2 separate regions of the Mus musculus genome follow, and region 1 is linked to region 2. A link is a contact called in public Hi-C data. All regions are on one chromosome and are shown on one strand. Each heading gives the region's core, a stretch centred on a gene start, on an enhancer-like site or on the middle of the called end of the contact. The rest is flanking DNA. Distances are from core to core; before and after follow the strand shown. Region 1 holds the start of Ube3c (ubiquitin protein ligase E3C). Region 2 holds the start of Prkag2os1 (protein kinase, AMP-activated, gamma 2 non-catalytic subunit, opposite strand 1).

Region 1 (5,318 bases), core at 1,183-3,682, 4.7 Mb before region 2:
TCTTCTATACACACACAAAGCTACCAAATAAACTGTGCCATGAGGATGTATCCTGATTTCAGAAGCACTGACCCAGAGCTGGGCCTGTTGCTGCATTCCTGTCTGTGATTCCTGCACTTGGAAGGCAGAGGCAGAAGGACTGTACATAAATCTGAGGCCAGAGTGGGCTACACAGTGAGTCTGAGGCCAGTCGGATTCCAGTATAAGGTCCTGTCTCAAACAATATACATGTAGATAATGGTAGAACTGAAGCACTGGAACCCACCACACACCTACTTCAAACTTTCTACATTGTCCCTTCAAACCCATCCTACTACTTCCCACCTTTCTAGAGCATGTCAACCAATTCTGTGTTTCTGTATTAGCCTGAAAGAAGTACAAAAACAATTGAAATAAACAAACAAAAAAACCAGTCATTAGTACACCATAACTTTTCAAGGTTTAAATCTTATCTCCCCAACAAACTCCCCAATAAACTCATCAAGTCTTGGACTTTTCCAGCATATAGTTCTTAAAGATAATAAACATAAAAATATTCATTAACTTTGAAAAAGGAAAAGATCAATTTTCCACTAAGCTGAAGAAGGGAAAGATTTCAAATTATAATTTAAGACATGAATGAAGTATACTAGAATGGCCATTAATTCCAAAGACTCTTAATATCACTTACTGGCCAGGATCTGAGTCAGTGGTGCCCTCAGACTGCTGGCTGTAGGGTAGTGGGCACATCAACTCGGGAAGTAACGGGCAGTGTGCACCAGCAGAACACAGTGTAAGCAACATCCACCAAAGCACCCATGAAAACCAGGATGGGTTAATTATGGTTTTTTCAGGTCCTGAACTAACAGGGACACAGTGGGATGGAAGAATCTATCAAAGAAAGCACCTAGCTCAAGAAGCAAGGCACAGAGGCTGACCAAGCTTCATCTGACCTCGTTTGCACGAAGCTCAACGTTAAAAGTGACCTGTAGAAACTGGTCAGAAAAGCAGTTTGCTTGGTGAAGAACAATTATGGGTAGGATGGGACATTCGTTTTCAGGAGTGACCATTTACAAATGTGTGTCCAGATAAAAATCCTTTATAAAATGAAGCTGGAGCAAAGGCTCAGCAACACTGCTCTCAAACGTACAATAATTTGGGGGAAAAAAAAAGACAAAAAATTTTACATTAAAGGGCTAGGGAGATGGCTAAGCAGTTAAGGTCACTTATTGCTTTTACTGAGGGTCTGGGTTTTCTTCCTACTACCCACATGTCAACTCACAAGTGTCCTTAACTCCAGTTCCAGGAGATCGGAAGCCCTCTTCTGACCTCTGCGGGAACTAAGCAAGCCTGTGGTGCACATTACATACATGCAGGCAAACACTCATATGTATAAATTTTTAAAATAAAGCTTTAAAATTTCGCCTAATGGGAAAAAAAAATCCTTTTAACAACTCTAGGGATCCTGTCTGGATTCCGGGCTCGGCCTAGAGCATCACGGCCGATTGCCTTCATCCTTCAGACAGCCCCAAAAAGCCGACCAGTGTCAAAACCATCACCAAGCAAAGGTCCAAAAGCGACCGGGGCCTCAGGCCTCAGGCAGGCAAAACTCTGTATTGCTCCGAGTGGGGCAAGCTAAAGCGCGATGCAGATTACAAAGACCTTGTCCTACCTGCCCCCTCCCACTTCACAGGCACGAGGGACTCTTCCCTAAGCTGTTCTTGAGGGCAAGGCACTCACTCCAAGCTTTGTGAGGAGCGGGTATGTCAAGTTTATAGCTTGTAAAGAGTTCTTAAAGGGCGGAATGGGGGCGGGGGCACCTGCCTCGCCCTGCTGGACAGCTAACTGTGTAACGCCCCCAGCCAGACTGCCAGTGCACGTGCTTCCAGGTCAAAACTGCGGCCCTTGGGCAGGCGGCCGCGAGGTCGCAATGAATGACCCAGCCGCTCAGTCCGCGGCTCGACAGCGCTCCTCTGGAGCCTCCTCACAAACCTGTCAGGACTGCACCGCAGCCGCACCCGGCTGGAGCTCGCTCCACACCTTACAGCGGAGCAGCGCCGCCTGGGTGCTGTCAGACCCGGGTTCGGTTAACACCTCGGGCCGCACCGCCTCACCTTCCTGCTCGCGCCACCGAGAGACACTTTGGGCCTTGTCTTGAAGTCGCCTTCGAAGCTGAACATCTTCGCCGCTTATCCCATCTGCGCGGCCCGGCAGGCAGCGGAGCGGCCGGGGGCGGGCCCGGCGGGCTGGGCGGGGCCCGGCAGGGTCGCGGCCTCGCTGTCCCGCGCCGCCCCCCCCGAGGCTCAGCGCTCTCCGCCCTGCACGCGGGCGCGAGCGCGGCGACGCTGGAGGCCGGCCTGTCCCCGCTGCTTATTTATCCACAGCGCGCCACCGTCAAGCGAGGGACGCCCCGACTCGCGCCTGCACCGCGCTGCCGTAGGTACCAAGATGGTGACCGCCCGCACTGCGCGCGCGGTCCCGTGAACGTGCGCGGTCATCGACGGCGCGGCGCTCCTCCCGGCAGCCCCCGCGAGCGCGGGCACCGACGCCAGGGCCGCCATCGATAATACGGTGCTCCTCCCGGCAGCCCTTGGACTTGCCTGCGTGCGCGGCTCCGCGGGTGCAACATCCTTCCGCGCGTGCGTCATGCCACCAGACGATTTCCGCCGCCCGCCGCCCATTGACGCCGACCGGGTCGCGCGCACTGCTGGAGACCGGAAGCCCTGCATAAGAGGCCGCTTTCACCCTCCAGCTAGATGTGGGGGAACAGGTTACTAATGCAGAGACTCTACACCATGACAGACAGAGACGAATAATATATGTTATACGAACAAAGGTATTCGTGAACACACACCATACAAATACACAAATGCACACCAACAAATGAAAGTTATATTCATATATATATTCACATATTCATATATATATATATAAATGCATGCCAAATGTATAAATGCATCATAAATACATAATGCACAAATATACCCTATCATATATCTATACACTTATGCATGTTTAATATATGTATGTACATGTATAAAAACGTGCTATTACATATACATAAGCACAAACATAAATATACACAAAGTAATGTAAATGAATCGATGTCATATACAACATATATACATACACATATGTCATACAAACCAACATAAATATATATCATGTATGCATGCATATATACACATATACATATGCATAAAACAGTATGCATATACATAGAGTTTAACACAAATACATGCCATGGCATGCATAAAAAAAATATATATTATGCATATATGTCATGTACATGCACAGTATTATATAGTATATGCTCTGTGTACATACATATATGTTATGTATATTGTGTATACACAAGTATATATACAGATACATAAATATATCACATACACATGCATTACCATGTGCACATGATAGAAGACATCTTGTTTTGCTTTGTTTTTGTTTCTTCTTCAAAAGATTTATTTATATGTATGAATATTTGACCTGCATGTATATTACGTGTCTGTGAATTATGTGTGTGTGCTTGGTACAAGACAGTGCATTGGATCTCTTGGAACTGGAATTGCCATGTAGGATCTGGAACTGAAACCAGTTCTTCTGCAACAAGTGCTCTTAACTTATGAGCCATGTCTCCAGCACAGTTTAATTTTTTGTTTTTGAAATAAGGTCTCACTGTATAGCCCTAGCTGGCCTGGACCTCACAGTGATCCTCTATCCACTGCCTGTTAGTGTTAGGATTAAAGATCTGTACCACCATACAAGCCAGTCCTCTTTTTAATTAAAAAAATGTACATTTTAGTTTACTTAGTGTTTATGGGGTAGGGTGCATGCCATGATGTGCATGTGGAGGTCAGAGTACAACTTGTCTCTCTTTCCACTATATGGGTACCAGGAATCAAACTCAGGTCATAAGACTTGGTAGCAAGCAACTGGTACTTTTCATCTGTTCTATCATTTTACCAGTTCTCTCTCTCTCTCTCTCTCTCTCTCTCTCTCTCTCTGTCTCTCTCTCTCTCTCTCTCTCACTGGCTCTGTGTGTGTGTGTGTGTGTGTGTGTGTGTGTGTATGTACACATATTTGAATGTCAGAGGATAATTTATAAGAGTCTGTTCTCCACTACCAAGTGTATTCAAGAGTGTGAGTTCAGTCGTCAGGCTTGATGGGAAGCACATTTACTGCTGAATCATCTTGCCAACCTCAAGTTTAGTGCTGTATTGGCAACAGTGACAAGAGCCCCAATATTTTTGTAATTGTTTGAATAAATATGTAATGACTAAAAGGCCGGGGGAAGAGGTAGATCAAAATCCTATAGATACAGATTCCTACTTAACAGATGGTGTGACATTACTACACACTAAGGAAGCCATGGAGACAGAGCTCTCATTCTATTGAGAATTCAGAATGAATGCAGAACTACCTGCAACATGCCTTGGCAGTTTCTCTAATAAAGATTTTTTTGTTTTGTTTTTTGTTTTTTGTTTTTGTTTTGTTTTTCAAGACAGGGTTTCTCTGTATAGCCCTGGCTGTCCTGAACTCACTTTGTAGACCAGGCTGGCCTTGAACTCAGAAACCTGCCTGCCTGTGCCTCCCGAGCGCTGGGGTTAAAGGCATGTGCCACCATGCCTGGCTCTAATAAAGATTTAAACACAAATTCTTACCATATGAACTAGCAATTGTCCAGGAGTAAGGAGGGCTGTGACTGAAACCACACCTGAACATGACACTTGCAGCAGCTTTGTAATTGCCCAAATCTGGAAACAACCAAACAGCAAAAGGAGAGTAACTATTGTACAACACCTGAGATGGCCTTTGAGAACAGGATTTTACACTGATGAAACACTAGTGCCCAAAGGTCACACTGGTACCATGAAATTCCATTTAGAACAGAGCCACGGTATGAGAGTTGCAGGCAAGGTAGAGGAGAGCGCAATAGTCTCTGGTGCCAGGAAAATCAGTAGTTGTGATAGTGGTTGCACAAAAGTACACGTGACAAGGTGACCCAAGTCAGTTTGGGTGACACAGAACTATTTGGAGGAGACATTGAATGTGTTGTTATCTTGTTTGTGGCAGTGATACCATTGGGTGTATACTCAGAAATAATCAGTACACATTAAATACAGATATCTGCCCCTTCTACATAATTTCAAATACCTAAGTCAGTTATGGTTCAAAAATATTAAATGGAAAATTCCAGATACAAGAAAACTCACAAGTAGTTTTCTAAGTAATCGGATGAAATCTTACTGTTCTTCCTATAACCTGAATGATGCCCTCATTTAATATCCACATTTGCACTTGTTACCTTCCCATTAGACACTTAGCAGTCAGCTTTGCTA
Region 2 (5,580 bases), core at 2,810-5,309:
TTTTATCTGTGTTACTGGCATTACTTTTAAGCTGAACCTCACAAATAACCCTGTCAAATGTTTCTAGAGTTCTAAGAAGGCAGAATATTAAACATTTACTGTGAAGCTGAACTGGAAGAGGGAGTGGTGCTGGCGGAATCATCCAGAACAGCGCTTTGTTCCCCTGGAACTTTAAGTTGTTCATTCATCTGAAATTCAGAAAAGCTACTTGTTTGAAGGGGAGAAAGAAGTTGCAACAGTGAGATATCACACCTTGACGCATCCCGGGAGCTGGTGCTAGCCCTCCACAGAGTAGGTCCGGACTGAGTATGCCCCGTTTACCCTTGGGTAACCTTCCTTCTTACCCAGTTAGTATCTTCAATTACACATCTGGAGGCATGACCTAGAGATGAACATTTGTTATTCAGAGACGTACATGATGACTGGTAGTGCTGTGCCAAAGCTGTTTTTCTATTTTCTGATAAATTTCAACTCTGTTCCAGTCATCGGAAGGTTCAAAGGTATTAGTAAAGCTGGAGGAAAGAAGAGGGGAGGGAGGAAGGCTGGCACAGCAGGGTCGGGGCCAGTGTAACCCTGAGCTATGAGAGGTGAGGGAGGGGGCCTGGCACAGCAGGGTCAGGGCCAGTGTTACCCTGAGCTATGAGAGGTGAGGGAGGGGGCCTGGCACAGCAGGGTCGGGGCCAGTGTTACCCTGAGCTATGAGAGGTGAGGGAGGGGGGCTGGCACAGCAGGGTCGGGGCCAGTGTAACCCTGAGCTATGAGAGGTGAGGGAGGGGGGCTGGCACAGCAGGGTCGGGGCCAGTGTTACCCTGAGCTATGAGAGGTGAGGGAGGGGGCCTGGCACAGCAGGGTCAGGGCCAGTGTTACCCTGAGCTATGAGAGGTGAGGGAGGGGGGCTGGCACAGCAGGGTCGGGGCCAGTGTAACCCTGAGCTATGAGAGGTGAGGGAGGGGGGCTGGCACAGCAGGGTCGGGGCCAGTGTAACCCTGAGCTATGAGAGGTGAGGGAGGGGGCCTGGCACAGCAGGGTCAGGGCCAGTGTTACCCTGAGCTATGAGAGGTGAGGGAGGGGGCCTGGCACAGCAGGGTCGGGGCCAGTGTTACCCTGAGCTATGATTTGGGAGCTTCCCCAGTCACTGCTCTCCTGGCTGCATCAGCTAGGCTTCCATCTTCTCAGTGCCTTTCTGAGCCCCCAGTGCTTTCTGCTGCCCAGCCCTGGTGTGCCTTCTCTCTGTTGTTTCACAGGCTTCCCTTTAAAGAGTGAGGCTCCAGGTCATGGGTCTTCAGATGCAGCAAGAGCGTGCATCCATCATCTCAGGCTTTGCATTAGCCACCCAGTTTGGCCCCCCCCCCCCTTGCAAGACAACAGCCCAAGGCCAAACATAGTAGTAGGGCTGGAATCCAAGAAAACGGATTTGTGAAATGGGGCGGCCTTGGCTCCCAGACGCAGCACAGCAAGCCTGCTCCTCTTGGTGCTCGGCCTGTCAATCACCCACCCTTTCTGCATCCTGCCCATCTTGCCACAGCTACAAGGTGCACCCCGCATCTCATCTTTTCTCTGAAGCTGCCCGACTGTGTGCCTGTCCCTCGTCCCCCTGTTCTGCTCTGCTGGTGTCTCCCTCTAACCCCAGCGGCCACCTTAAATGTCCATACTTGCTTTATATGCCCTGAGAATTCAGTGGTCTGATGAGCGCAAAGCCGTGAGACCAGAACATCTCCAGGGCCATCGCTTTATGGGTTTAAGCTCTGGGGCCTGTCACATCATTTTCCTGTTTGTGTTTATCTATCCTAATTGCCTTGAATTTATTTCTTGGCCAGGTGTGAACCTGGACATACTCTCGACTGCTATAAAGATCATCCCCCTGCAGTTGCATGCCCCGCAGTTCAGCCTGCCAGAACCCCTACTATTCACCAGCTTGGATGCTCTCGTAGGCTTGAGGTCCATTCCTGGCTCCCAGCCTGTTGTCCCCACAGTCTAGACCTGTAGAGAGGTTCAGGGTTAAGGTGACTTGCGGCAGTGGTGTTCCCCATCTGCCCTTGCTGATTGGTTTCTCCTCACCTTCGTCATCTGTCCCAACACCAGCACCCTGGGTTCCCTCCCGCCCTCACGGTTCTCCATGGGCAGATTCCAGACCTCACTCACACAGTCTTACTGTGGGAAGCCGGGCTAACTGAGTCCAGGGTGATCAGAAATAAGGAAGGAGCTGGTGCGTGATAGCTCACATGGTTACGTTTGCTGCTCCAGCGTGGTGTTGTAGTTTGCTTCCTGCCTCTGTAACAAACCCCATGACCAAAAGCAACTTAGGGAGAAAGGATCTCTCACCCCACAGCTTGTAGTTCATCATGAAGGAAAGTCAGGGCAGGAGCCTGGATGCGGGAGCTGAGGCAGAGGCCATGGAATGATGCCACTTACTGGCTTGCTCCCCATGACTCGCTCTGCCTGCTTTCTTGTATCACCTGAGAAGCAAGGATACAGGCAGGGGCCCAGAAAAGGCTCCACCCACAGCAGGCTGGCCCTCCCACATTTATCACTAACTGAGAAAATACCCCCACAGACTTGCCTAAAGGCCAGTATGATAGAGGTATTTTCTCAATTTAGGTTCCCTCTTCCCAGGTAACTCCAGCTGGTGTCAGGTAGCCAAAAAAAAAAAAAAAAAAAAAAAAACAAAAAACAAAACAAAAAACTAGACAGCAAAAAATGCAGATCTAAACTCAATCCCCAGCACCCACATATAAAAATCTGGTAATATATAATCATGGTAATATAGGTTTGTAATCCCTGCACACTGGGGAAGCGTAGACAGGCAGATCTCTGGAGCTTACTGGCCAACCAGACGAGATGAATTGCCAAGATTCACTGTAAGAGCCTATCTCAAAAACTAAGGTGGAGAGCAATGGAAAAAGACATCCAGTAGCCACCTCTGGCCCTTACCCATACATGCACCCAAACATGCATGCTTACATGAATGTGCGCGCGCGCACACACACACACAGAGCGTGTGAGAGAGAAATCGCGAGCACCAGAGCGAGCAGGGACCACTCTGGGAAAGTAAAACATCTCGGAGCTCAGGCCCTGGCGTGTGAAGACTTGGCTGCCTTTCCTTGGGTAATCAATCCACAGAGCTCCTGAAGCTTTGTTTTAGTATTGCTATCACTATGGGTTGTATCTGCCAAACACAGGCCTGGCGCTTGGTAACCACTTGCTTGCTTTCCATTCCTCCTTGGAAGTCAGACTCCAGAGCATCCAATAACCAGTGTACCAAAAAAAAAAAAAAAAAAAAAAAAAAAAAAAAAAAAAAAGGGGGAAAGAAAACAAACAAAAAACTGTGCCCACTATTCTTACCTGGTGGGAGGGAATTGCCTAAAGGGAGTGAAGATGGGTTCTCTGTGGAGATGGCACACCTTGGGCACTGCAGCAGTCTGGCCCTCCGTGGCGTCACCATACATGAACAGGTGCACAGTTTCTATGTGGTATTAAATTTTCATGAGGATGGAGAATCCAGGGAGGCACTGAGAGCCTATGAAGCCTTTCCTTCTCCCTAGAATCTCGGGGCTTTTAAAAGTGAGCCTCTGCAGAGTCAGCCTGCCGGTTTGTTGGCTGTGACATGAGGGGTGCTGACCTCTGGTGGTAGACATGTCAAAGTGACAGGTTCAGAAGGTCTGTCTGTGCTCTCTGAACTCTGACCTTCTCTGGCTGAGTTTATAGGCCAGGGATAAATTGATTCTTGACCACAAGAATAATTAAGATTGTATGAAATATCTGTAGTAGAAAACTTCCTGCCTAGCTTACCCTGTATTTAACATATTGCCACATGTTTTAGTATATCCAAAGTCAGGTTCAAACATATCCTAACGGTGTCCTAGGCTTAAGAAGGTACAGGAGTTGTCCTGTGGACTGTGCTTTGGAAGGTGTCTGCACCCCAGAAGTTTCTGGAATGAAATTTTAGTCCCCGTGTAACGTGGAAAGGAGATGTATCGTCTCCCAGGTATTGATTGGTTCTTCCTAGGCATCCTGGAAAGGATGAAGCCAGCCTCCCCGCTGTCTGGCTTCTTCTCTGTCCATAGAGCCACACCCTCTTGTACCGGCTGCTGTGTGATGCTCCCCCCCCACCCCCCATTATGACACAGCCAGTAGGACACTCAGCACACATAAACGCTATGCTCCTTAGGTCTTCCCGCTACCAAAATCATGAGCCAAGTAAATAGCTGTGTATTTTGTCCAAGAAGCAAAATCAGGCTAAGACAGACAGGAAAAGGTCGTGTTACCTAAAAGGAAAAAAAAAAAAAAATACCTGACTGGTTTAAACAAACAGGAAAGTGCATAGAGTGGTTGGATAGCAAGAAGTGGAACATATCACCAGCCTTGGCAAGTGCATGGAACCAAGTAGAAAGTCATTAGGAACCAAGGTAACACCTCCCATCACTCTGCTAGGGACTCGTGAACTTCCCTCCAGAAGACTGTCTTTCTACTTTATAGGCACCCCACCAGGGTCCAGGCCCCATCACTATCCAAATGGAACTCCATCCCACTCGCCAGAGTCCTGGGCCTGTCTCTGACCTTTGTGGCTTCCAGCTTCACCTGTCAGGTGTAAACAGGAACGGTGTTGATTGTCCAGCAGCACTGGAAAAATTGGAAAAGCATTTTTAATGTTCTCTTCTCCTAGATCTTTTGATGACTACTAGCATATACTGTGGAACTATGCTGAGTCTCAGATAACCCTAAGGCACAAAGCATTACACACACACACCCTGGGTCATAGAAGAGCAAAGTCAGAAGAGAAGAGGTGAGCCTGGCAGTGGTGCCTTTAATCCCAGCACTTGGGAGGCAGAGGCAGGTGGATTTCTGAGTTCAAGGCCAACCTGGTCTACAGAGTGAGTTCCAGGACTGCCAAAGATACACAGAGAAACCCTGTCACGGGGGTGGGGGGAGGGGGGGAAGAGGTGAAGTGCCCTCTTTAAGATGGCATATAACATTCCAGAGACTCCCCTAGAGTCAAGCCCATGTTGGAGGCCAATGTGAGGTCATCTTCCTTTCAGAAGATTACCATGGTCTCCTCTTTATTCTTTACTCCAATTCTGCCCTGCATCCAAACTTGCCAAGGTTAGCACAAACTTATCTTCCCCAAATCCAGTGGCCAGCAGTCAACCCTCGTCCCCATCTTAACCTGGAGTCCACAGAGTTGCCCCGTGCCCTCTTCTCAACGCTCATCCTTAATCTCTAAGGCATGGCTGGAGAGGTGGCTTGGTCCCTGGTGGGTTCCCCACCATAGCTGGTTGTAGATACCCTCTGTGGTTCTTTCTCTTCCCTTTGCAGCCAGTGTAACATGGCGTGACTCACAGCTCCATGCAGTCATCCTTCCTAACTGAATGGAAGAAACCAAATGTTCCTGTGGCTCTATCTGAGGCCTACTTACCTTCACACTGGTCCTCACCTAAGAGAGTGCTCACTCCTGGCTCTGACCCGACGTATTCATACTGGCCAGCATTTGGTTTCCTTACCACGAAACTTTAGTGTCTAAGGATGTCCAGCACACCTCTCTGGCCAGGCCTCTGTCCTTCACAGGTCGCTAGCTATCAAGAC

Evidence for each region. A called contact is a pair of places that touch in the nucleus more often than the background predicts.
Region 1: a contact with region 2 is called in a Hi-C map of Th1 cells, with 9 times the contacts expected there. The contact joins the promoter of Ube3c here to the promoter of Prkag2os1 in region 2. A contact is called at or near these places in 1 of 39 promoter capture datasets (pre-B cells) and 2 of 484 Hi-C or Micro-C datasets (CD4 T cells and Th1 cells).

What each region holds. Positions count from the first base shown.
Region 1 is chr5:29,566,356-29,571,673 of GRCm38.p6, reverse strand. Ube3c (ubiquitin protein ligase E3C) reads right to left here and starts at 2,432. Exons shown (of 23, transcript NM_133907.3): 1 at 2,094-2,432. The coding sequence starts at 2,159.
Region 2 is chr5:24,901,048-24,906,627 of GRCm38.p6, reverse strand. Prkag2os1 (protein kinase, AMP-activated, gamma 2 non-catalytic subunit, opposite strand 1) reads right to left here and starts at 4,059. Exons shown (of 7, transcript NR_040684.1): 1 at 3,790-4,059; 2 at 3,343-3,463; 3 at 2,143-2,271; 4 at 1,912-1,980; 5 at 345-512; 6 at 100-188. The region is part of intron 5 of Prkag2 (protein kinase, AMP-activated, gamma 2 non-catalytic subunit); the gene reads left to right.